Regions from separate parts of the Mus musculus genome. Here region 2 is linked to region 1. Evidence: chromatin contacts called from public Hi-C data. All regions are on one chromosome and are shown on one strand. The core of a region is the stretch at or near the end of the contact, and the rest is flanking DNA. Distances in the headings are between cores, read along the strand shown.

Region 1 (4,932 bases), core at 1,365-3,864:
AATGAATAGAAGTGACATTTACCGTAGAGGATTTTTGCCAAGGGCACAATGAATAACTTATTCTCCAGCTTCCAGGTATCTCTACAATGTGTGGAGATAACTAGTACCATTTAATGGTACCAAACTACAAAGATCAACCAATGACAACAGTTGTTGTTTGGCCTGGGTAGACCTAACTTAACCACATCTTATGAGTTAAACGATAAAGGAAGAACTTGGGAATCCAAATATGTTAGTAAGCAGAGAGGATTTGGATCCTCGTGGTACCAAAAGTTCACTGAGAATTCTTGCTATGGCTTCTTCCTCTAACAGGAGAAGGAAGAAGATGCCTGGTTTTCTGTTTTGTTTTGTTTTTCTAGCGCAGCGCATGGTGACAATGACCGACCTGGTAATTCAACAGCCCTGTGTGTCCTTATCACTAAAATCACAAACCAGTCTTTTGCTTCTTAGTGGCTCACAAAATTCCTTCTTATTTTGCTAGTTTGAGTTAGTTGCTTTTAAAAACCAAAAGGACGGGAGAGTAAGCCCAGTGGGAGCTTAGAATTGCTTTTCTGAGTGTGATTACCAAATCAAGGCTTCAAGAAGGAACAGAATTTAATAACAGAACTTGCTGTCCCCATACATGCTTCTGTCCCCAATGATATATACCAGGATACATAGCAGACATAAAAGGCAATAAATTTCTAATCATTTCATCTCACACTCAACGTGTTAATCTTTCTCAATGTTAAAATGCCTACATTGTGTAGCTATTTCTGTCTGATTGGATCATTGCTTCTTATAAAGTAAACCAAACTGACAAGTCTCAGGAAACAAGAGTCACAAGGCTCCTCTTCCACACACCATATAAGCAGAAATGAGCACTGCACCACCTGAAAGTTGCAAGTTGTATGTGAAGGACCAGGGACGCAGCTCTCATGAGTCATCTCCCAGCTAGTATAGGCTTTTCCATGATGGCGCTGCCTTTGAGTCACCTATGCTTTTACATGTAACCTCAATGAATACACTGGTTCACTAATCTAAGCCTGGGTGATCTCAGGTCTTTGGTCTGTCACCTGTGCCCTACTGGACTGAAGAGACATTTGTTCTCATCTCCCTAGAAAATGCACACAACAGCCTACTGTGTGCTAAGCTTACTACTGGTTTCTACTGCAGACTCCCTTTTCTTCCTTGTTTCTTTATGTGATGCTATGGCATTTTCTCTGTAGACCTTTACAAACATAACCGAGACACCACGTGGGAGGCATGTGCTGCTCTGTCTGCTCTGGGTCTACTATCCTGACGTCAACAGTGAGTTGGGTCCATCCAGTCCAAATAGCCTTTTCTATCTAACTCCAGAACCTCAAGCTTTCACCTTGAACCATGTAAAGACAATGACCTAACAAGGTTAAGCTCTCTGTGCCTATGGACTAAACTAGATACAATATTATGAACAGGTAATGAGTTTCAAAACAACACTGCAAATAAATTGGGGAAATGCAAACTCTAAAATAACTAACATGAGAGTTACAAGTTCTCATAACAAGTGTTTAGGATTATGGCTTCCATCCCACATCTGGGTTATTGCAAGAGTTTTACATACTCTGAAGAGATACTTTAAAATTCTGCTCAAGTTCTTAGTCAATATAGTGATGGACACAGGCAGATAGATACATATACAGATGATAAATTATTAGCGAATAGATATATAGGCATATTGATAAATAATATATACAGGCATATTTACCTGTTTACCCTCTTCATATAGGCAACTTATAGACAGACAGAAATGTGAATTAAAAGAGAAAATGATTTCATAGTCAAATACCAATAGGCTACATAAGCCACTAAAAGTTAAAATTTGTGTACAATACGTGTATACAAAGCGTTATTAAGGCATCTCCGTTATGAATATTATGGTCACCTAACAACGGTGATCCATGAAGCAGCATCCCTTTTACTCACCCAACTTAAACAGTGCTTGGCCTCACTTCTGAGCAGTCTGCTCTTTGCAAGACTGTATCATAGCAACATAGAACTTCCAAGAGTGCCAAAGCAGCCTTCCTGGAGGCTATGGTTAGTCAGTCTAGCAGCAACATGAAACCAGGGGCGGGGGAGGGGAGGCAAAGTTCAGTGATCTGGAGACCCAGATCTGCCACAAGCTGGATATAACACAGACTGAATTCAATTAACAAAGCCTTCTGAACATCTGCTGAGTGTCAAGCTCAGAGTCTCTGTGCACGGACCAATCTCCAGTGTCTAACTGGAGACTCTGAATGGTACTTCTCCAGAGACGGAAGCACTTGTTAAAATAGCATTTTCCGGTATAGACGAACCCTTGATCCTCTTTGTTATGGCCGTCTCACACACACACACACACACACACACACACACACACACACACCACTGTTGTGGGGGTCCTCCCACTGCTCACTGAGAAAGGCCATAATAGAAATCAGTAAAGAGGACCAGGAGGAGAAATGTGCACTTGGGGGGGGGGGGGAGGGCGCCCCCCCCCCCCGCTCAGTCAGCTAGACTCTTCCTACCTCCAAGTCTGAGAGGCCCCCTCCCCTCCTTTCTCCTCCGGAGAGGCACACCCTCTGTGCCACTTTACTGTCTACAGAACCCAATTAGCATTTTGCACACTGCAGCATCCTGAACCGTGGATCTCACTTGTCCCTTCAGCAGAATAGCAGGTGGGAGCTGAACAGATTAGAATGCAAAGGACAGTTATGTAATTTACCTAAGTCCCAGTCCACCTGACACTGCCAGTCTGCATCTTCCCTTTCACCCTGGCAAGCTGGCACAGCCTAGCAATTAATCACACACAGGACATCCTTGGCACCTGACGATGCTTTCTTCACAGGCTGGAAACCGTAGCATGGCTCCAAACAAAATGCCTTTTGCATCTCACTGCCACGTGAAGGGTGCTAAGATGATGAAGTGGGATAAATTATAACCAAAAGGTCACTCTTGTCTTATATATCTGATCTAAAATTTTTCGGAACCCTTGTTCCTCCAGATAGCAGGAATGAGCAGGAACTTACTAACTAAAGCCTCTCTTGTTTTTCCAGTTTAATGGAACCCTCCTTCAAGCTGTGTTGCTAGAAGCTAAGTGCCCAGTCTCTCTGGGTTTCTCCTGCCAAGGTAAGAGGACAGCTTTCATCTACTGGTGGCTGGTGACAAGACCTCAGATGCGTGACCTCCCAAGGGGCAAGGAGAATCTTTCCTGAGAGACAGATGCATCCGTACAGTCCTGGAACCCAGAGAGACCCTTCCTATCATTTGTGGGAAACAAGCTGGCACCCAGCCAAAGCCTGTCTTCATCCAGGTCCCTGCTAATCCAGCAGCTAGTGCAGGCTCCAGACCTCCTCCACGGAATTAAACTCCTAGGCTGTCATAACAAGTTATCAAAAACTGTGGCTTAAAATAACAAAGTTGTGTTCTCTCACTATTCTGGAAGCCAAAAGTCAGCAGTATCAGCAGCACTGCACTGCCTTCTAGGCCCTGGAGAATATTCCTTTCTTGCCTCTTCCGCCTTGGGAAAGCTCCTGGCTTGGCAGGCTTGGCACAGCATCATTCCAGAGCCTGCACCCTCTTCACAGAGTCGTCTCCCTGGCTTCTGAGCCACCAACCTTTTGGTCCTGCTTCTATTATAAAAATCTCGCCCATTGGCTACAGGCCATGCCTAAACTCGTGTTGATTTCCTTTAGAAACAAATGTTCATTTACACCCATACAGCCCCTGATCCCACATAATGTCACAGGATTAGGGGCTTAGAGCTTAGACATTGGAGAGCACCGTTAAATTCATTACAGTCTAAGGGTCAGCTGGGAGTTACTGGGCCCCGTACCTCTCTTCCTCTGTTCTTAGATTGTCAAGCACCAAGCATTCTGCCAGAACACGTGACGGAGTGATGCCACCACCCTCCACTGTTTCACCCCAATTGTTCAGGAACGACAATGTGGCTGAATTTCTCTGTGCCTACTAGGAAGCTTAGACAAGAGTCATTCTCCTATAAGGTGACTAAACAAAAATCACTAGTATACCTAGCAAGCCGTCAACTCCTTTCTTCTCTAGTTTCCTTCAGCCATTTTTCTTTCCTACATTAAGGTGTAAAGGCCATCTCACTTCCTTCAGAGTAGTGGAGCTGACATCAAAATCAGAAAGCTTGAGGTAGGACTTCACTTCTGACATTGATATGGCCTCAGACTATACACTGCTCCAAACAGAACACTTTAATGACACACAGGAACCATGAGAACTATCTACCCGGACCTTCAGCAATGACAAGGCTTTCTCTTCCCACCAAGGAGGAGTCCCACACACAAATGATTCTCATCTAGACACAGCTCTGATGCCCCATCTAACATACAAGAAGACATCCCCCAAGGCCCACCTATAAATACCGTCAGTGAGATACCTACCAGGATCTTGGCCCAGTTCACATCTCAACCCTGTAAGCCACATACTGAGCAGTTTCATGGTGAATGCTGAGCCATACTCGTTAGGCTGATGACAGCCATCCAGAGTTAATCCCACCATCGTTACATGATGGATTGTCATGGTTCCTCATGATTCCCATTGTCGTAGAGACAGATATTCTCTTTGCAACCTCTGATGAATCCACACCACCCACACCTGATCTTCTCCCATCCCCTTTGAACAGACTCCTCTAGAGACCAAGCCCTCAGCAGCAAATGCCCCTTCAATCCTCACCTCTTCCCTGTACATCCCAGACATCAGCTCCCTCTCCGTAAAGCATATCTGTCTCTGTCCCACAGGCCTCTCAAGCATGAGTAATAGTTGACCCCTCCATAACCCTGAGCCTCGTGGTCTGGAGTGGGGACAGAGACATTTGCTCTTCTACACTGTTTCTTCCAAGTCATTTCTCCTTCGTGCCTCATTGTGAGACAAGCAATCCCATTTGAAGTCACTTTACCCAACCTTCTC
Region 2 (4,932 bases), core at 838-3,337, 430 kb after region 1:
CATCTCCACTCAGCAAGCTTTCCAGGGAGACGGGGACAAAGGCAGCCATTCAGGACGTCAGTCTTGCCCCCTTTGATCTAGTAGTCAGCCATAGTTTGTAAAGAATGTTTTTAGTTATTCTTTGACAATTTTAAACATATAAACATGCAATTTGATCATCCGTACCCCAGCTCTCACTGAGTCTGCCTGGAGATACCTGTTGGAATGTTGGCTATTCTTGCTGGCTTGATCTTATACCAGTCTTGTGCAGGTAGTCATAGCGACAGCGAGTTCATGGGTGAACTGGTCATGCCACGTCCAGAAGACAGCATTTCATAGCACTTCTTCCTGTCCTCTGGATCTTGTATTCTTCCTGCTTCCTCTTCTATGATGTTACCTGAGCCTTGTGTGTGTGTGTGTGTGTGTGTGTGTGTGTGTGTGTGTGTGTGTGTGTGCGCGTGTGTGTATGTGTGTGTGTAAATGTCCCATTTAGGGCTGAGCACTTGATAGCATTTTATTCTCAGCACTTTGAAAAGTTAGAAGTCTCTGCATTTATTGATGACCGCTGCAGAGAGAAGTTGAAGGTAGTTCTGATTTATGACTATAAACATCAACAGTTAGAATGCAGCATGACAATATGACCACTTAACAAAAACAAAACAAACAAACAAAAAAAAACGGCAGTAGGTTTTCCCTAAGCCTTAGGGCCTTAGGTCTATGGTCTTGACTTTGATAAAATTTATGGTATCAGGCATGAATGACTTCCCATGGAGCAGGCTTCAAATCCAATCCAAAAGCAGTTGGTTACCCCTGTACATTTGTGCTTCTATTGCACCAATGAGCACATCCTTAATAGGATGCAGGGTTGGCCACGGGTATAGCCGATGTCTCTTTTCTCCCTCACCCTTACCACCTGCAGCCTGCACATACCTTTCAGCTCCGTGAGAGCGAGCCAGCAGGGAAGAAATCTTCAGGTCAGTTCCAGCTTGATTTATCTGTCCTAAGAAACCAAAAGTGCACTGTGCCACCAGCACTAAGATCGTACCATCTAGTTCTTGTGGGCAATGGCAATAAACCTATGCTTTGGGGAGGCTTTGGGGACTCTCTGGCCAATAGCTTCTAGGGGAGTACCCCACTCCTGGCACTGGGATTTTTCTCAGACTCATTTCTGAGGCTTGTGCCCAAATCCCTCTCATCACCTCCAAACCCCGCACTCTTGGAGTTTTGCATACCGTCCGTGTCTGCTGGTCCCAACCCCATCTATACCATCTAGAAGCCGAGTTAACTCAGAACACGTGGGGCACTAACAGTGTAAATGCTTAGGTGTTAATATAGTGTATATGTTCAGCTTCTGTTCTACAGTAGGGAATGTAGATGCATTTTTACAGTACAGAGTACAAAGGCTCACACACCCATCCCCCACCCCCTATTGTTTTCTTGCTAGTTTTAGTTCCACTTGGGGTCATAATGACCTGTGGCTTTCCCTCACTAGGGACCTGTGGCTGGAGCGGTCCTTAACTGACAGTCACTACCACTGAGTGAAGTTCAACAATGGCATCTGTACATTCCCAGTGGGCACATCTCTCTGCTCTGAGGATCCAGGGATGGTAGGCAGTACTTCCCCTATAAAGGTTACCAGAAAGACCTGAAGAAAATGGCAGGATTTTTATGTTGTAGAGGACCCAAGAGAAGGGAGTGCTTTAACCAAGAGAAGGTCCACACTGCCCGGACATCATGGTGGCTGCTAATGACCATATGCTTCTATAATCTTCTATCTCTCTCCCCCACCCCTCCTCTCTCTCCTTGGAGTGGCCCATTACAGTCACTGGTTTGCATACAACACTGATCGTGTATTGCTCCACCTGCACTGTCAGAGCCCAGAGACCATCAGTGTCCCCACCGGCCCCAGCAGGGTAGTAGCAATGCCCTGCTTAGACCCCGTGTGTCACCACGGCTCCTCAGCTGAGTGCTCGTGGGAAGCCTCATTCCTGCAGGGCCATTGTGACACCCCAAGACTGCTTCAACAGGACAAGCCAAGGAACTTCCACCTTTGTGTGCCTTCACCGCTTGCCCCGCCGGCCCACCATCCACGTGACAGAGCAGCTTCTTCAAACGCTCCCTTCTCTGGACTTGATCCAAGATGCTGTTGGACACAGAGAAACTGCCAGTCACTTTCTCAGCTTCCTCCTCGAGAGTGTTGTGTGTCAAAAAAAACTGTCATTAGGAATGTAAACATTGCACACACTCGAGGTAGCAAGCAGAGATGCAACCCCTCTTCACTGTTGCTCCAAGGCAGATGTGGTTGGTTCTTCTAAGAGCACCCAGCCATCCTTCCTCTGCAGAGGGGGTGAAGGAGGCTGGGCCACGCTTCAGAGTGTGCTGAACAGAAGTCCTGAGGAGACAGCCAGTAGGACAGTGGTCCCACGTGTGCACAGGGCTGAGGGAGGACCACTTCGCTGTCTTCCCCACCGGAGAGAGAGTCTCTGCCTTCTACCCTGGGGACCCTGGCTTGGAAACAGATTTCTAGAGGTTCGCACTGACATAGGTGAGATCAGGTCTCCTGCCTCCCCTGAGCAGCACGGTCCAGGCCTCTCCCTTGGCTTCCCACGGGTGCAGAGAAAGAAGCCAGGCAAACTCTGAAGGCAGGGAAGATGGTACATCCCTAGCCAAATGGGCAGGAGAGGAACAAAGAGGGTGTGAACATGTCCTCCCAGGGGACAGGACAGGCCTGGAACTACTGTGCCATAAATACCATGCCTGGGGCACCTCAACAGCAAGCAATTTATACTCTTACAGATCTGGAGTCACAGCTCAAGCTACCACCTGAGTCCCAGAAGGCTCCTGCCCTACACCACCTGTGGTGATCCTTAGCTTGGACCAAAAGGCACAGAGGAGACTGGTAAAGCACACCTCTCGGTATCTCTGTCAGGCTTTTCCTCACGTGATTGGTTCCAGGCGGGCTATGATCAACCAATGCTTGACCTCACTGAAGGATGTACGGCACCAGGAGAGCCTCGGACCATTCCCAGCATGCTCTCTGCTCTCTGTCGGCCTGCGGTGTAAGACGTGAACCTTCAGCTGCTGTTTCAGTCACCATGGCTGCTCCTCCTTTCTTTCTGCCATCTGGAAGCATAATCCAAATAAACTTCCCTCGAGAAGTTATCTGGATCATGGTTTCTTGTCACAGCCATAGGAGAGCAACTAACAGAGGGCATGGCTTTGAAGGAGTACCTTGCCTTGGCCTCAGCCTCTCTCTCTCTCTCTCTCTCTCTCTCTCTCTCTCTCTCTCTCTCTCTCTCTCTCTCTCTCCTTCCTGACTGCCATAAGGCTGTTCTATCATATCCTTCCACTGTAATGTTTTACCTCACAGAAACCACACCAGCTTACTATACCCTGTAACCTCTAAAATCCAAAACACAGTCTTTTTCCCTTAAAGGTTTTTTTTTTTAAAATAGGAATTTTGTCACTCACAATTACAAAAAAAAGAAAAAGGAAAAGGAAACCCACAAGATTACTTCACCATGCATGTCCCTGAATACCCTTCCGCGTATACTCGTGGAAACGGAAACTGGAGTGGGAGTTTAAGGAGCTGGAAATGGGAGCAAGATGATAAGCGGGTGAGCTTTAACGGTTTATGTTATGTGTTGACATGACTAGACTGTGGGATGCCCAGTTAACTGGGAAGACATCATCCTAGGTGTGTCTGGATGGGATTAACTGCTAGACGTGGGAAAGCAGAGATCCCTTCTTACTGTGCTCGGGCTTCATCTAGTCAGCTGAAGCCAAACACAATAGAAAGAGCCACCCCTCCACAGTCGAGACAGGATTCCTCCAGTCTGTTGGCCTTCAACCTAAAGCGCTAATTTTTTTCTTTTTTAACCTGACCTAAAACAGTTCTCTGGCCTTGAGCCTGTGGCCTACACCTAGAAACTACACTGTTGGCTCTTGAAGAAGGAGCCTGAAGATCTTGGGACTTGCCAGTCTCCATTATCATGTGATCCAGTGTTTTTATTGGCCTTTTCGTTCTTTTTGTCTTTCTCCCCATCTCCGTCTCTTCCTCTTCTCTCTTCTTGGTTCTGTTTCTGTGGAGACTCTTAACTAGTATAGATTTTGATACCGTGGATTTAAAGGTCTTGCTTCGAAATAGTCACATTCTAAGGTACTAGGGTTAGGGCCTTCCTTTCCCTGGGGATGTAGGGCAGACCTCTTAGTCACTGACTAGCAGGCCTTTGATGGAGGTTCAGGTGCCAGAGGAACCCTGGCTTATCCACCCCAAGGTGCTTTTCCTACCTTTGCCACTTGGCTCCCTTCCCCCCAGAACCTGGACTGATCTGGATCCCGTCCCTCTCCAGCCCTGCACAGGGACAGCTGCGAGCTGAGTCACCACAGCCAGGTCTCTTCACAAGCTGCAAGCTGAGTCACCTCAGCCAGGTCTCTTCACAGAGCATTCCCTGATTTGAAGTATGTCTCACTCTGCATGGTGGCACCTGTCTGTAATGTGAAATAATTAATATAATAACATAATATAACATAATATAATATAATATAATCCCAGTTCTAGAGAAGCTGTGGCAGAAGGATCAGGTTTACCAGCCTGGGTTATATAACAAGTTCCAGGCCAGCTTAGGCCTTGTAGCAAAGCACTATCCAAAACAAAGCAAAAATGTATCCCCACCAGCAGCAAAAGGGTTACTTCCAGCAGCTATTCCTCAAATACACAGTGGCCCTGAAGCTAAAGGAAAGACCCAGGGCTGTCCTAAATATGAATCATCTCTTCCTAGTCGGGTCAGGGACGCTTCTGCCAGAGACAGAGCCAAGAGTACTGCTCTGGGAGTCCCCACTGTCATGGTAACACATGTTACTATAGATCGAGACACATGTCGGAAATCATCACCTTCCTGAATGTTCTATTCCACATTCTGCAGGGCTGGGCCCGGGAGGCCAGACCTAACT

Evidence for each region. Hi-C and Micro-C count contacts between places; a contact is called where the count stands out from the background.
Region 2: a Hi-C map of the N1E-115 cell line shows a contact between it and region 1, with 2.8 times the contacts expected there. The contact joins two enhancer-like sites. A contact is called at or near these places in 22 of 39 promoter capture datasets (the 3T3-L1 cell line, 3T3-L1-derived adipocytes, the C10 cell line and 14 more), 9 of 15 datasets of contacts at CTCF or cohesin (CD8 T cells, the G1E-ER4 cell line, the NIH/3T3 cell line and 4 more), 184 of 484 Hi-C or Micro-C datasets (3T3-L1-derived adipocytes, the 63-12 cell line, the AML12 cell line and 96 more), 21 of 115 datasets of contacts at active chromatin or transcription factors (the HPC-7 cell line, the NIH/3T3 cell line, T-cell acute lymphoblastic leukemia and 15 more) and 3 of 9 other capture datasets (adipose tissue, embryonic stem cells and embryonic tail).

What each region holds. Positions count from the first base shown.
Region 1 is chr15:57,587,492-57,592,423 of GRCm38.p6, forward strand. The region is part of intron 3 of Gm35682 (a long non-coding RNA gene); the gene reads right to left. Gm35771 (a long non-coding RNA gene) reads left to right here. Exons shown (of 5, transcript XR_384110.4): 2 at 1,209-1,290; 3 at 3,054-3,126; 4 at 3,853-4,001. Among named protein-coding and RNA genes, the nearest start is that of Gm35771, 11 kb to the left of the region's middle. Within about 2 kb of position 2,615, at least 46 of the 459 cell types and tissues checked have an H3K27ac peak or open chromatin away from gene starts, as enhancers often do. A contact at or near this core is called in the N1E-115 cell line, where this site is marked.
Region 2 is chr15:58,013,349-58,018,280 of GRCm38.p6, forward strand. No RefSeq gene overlaps it. Among named protein-coding and RNA genes, the nearest start is that of 9130401M01Rik, 18 kb to the right of the region's middle. Within about 2 kb of position 2,088, at least 50 of the 459 cell types and tissues checked have an H3K27ac peak or open chromatin away from gene starts, as enhancers often do. A contact at or near this core is called in the N1E-115 cell line, where this site is marked.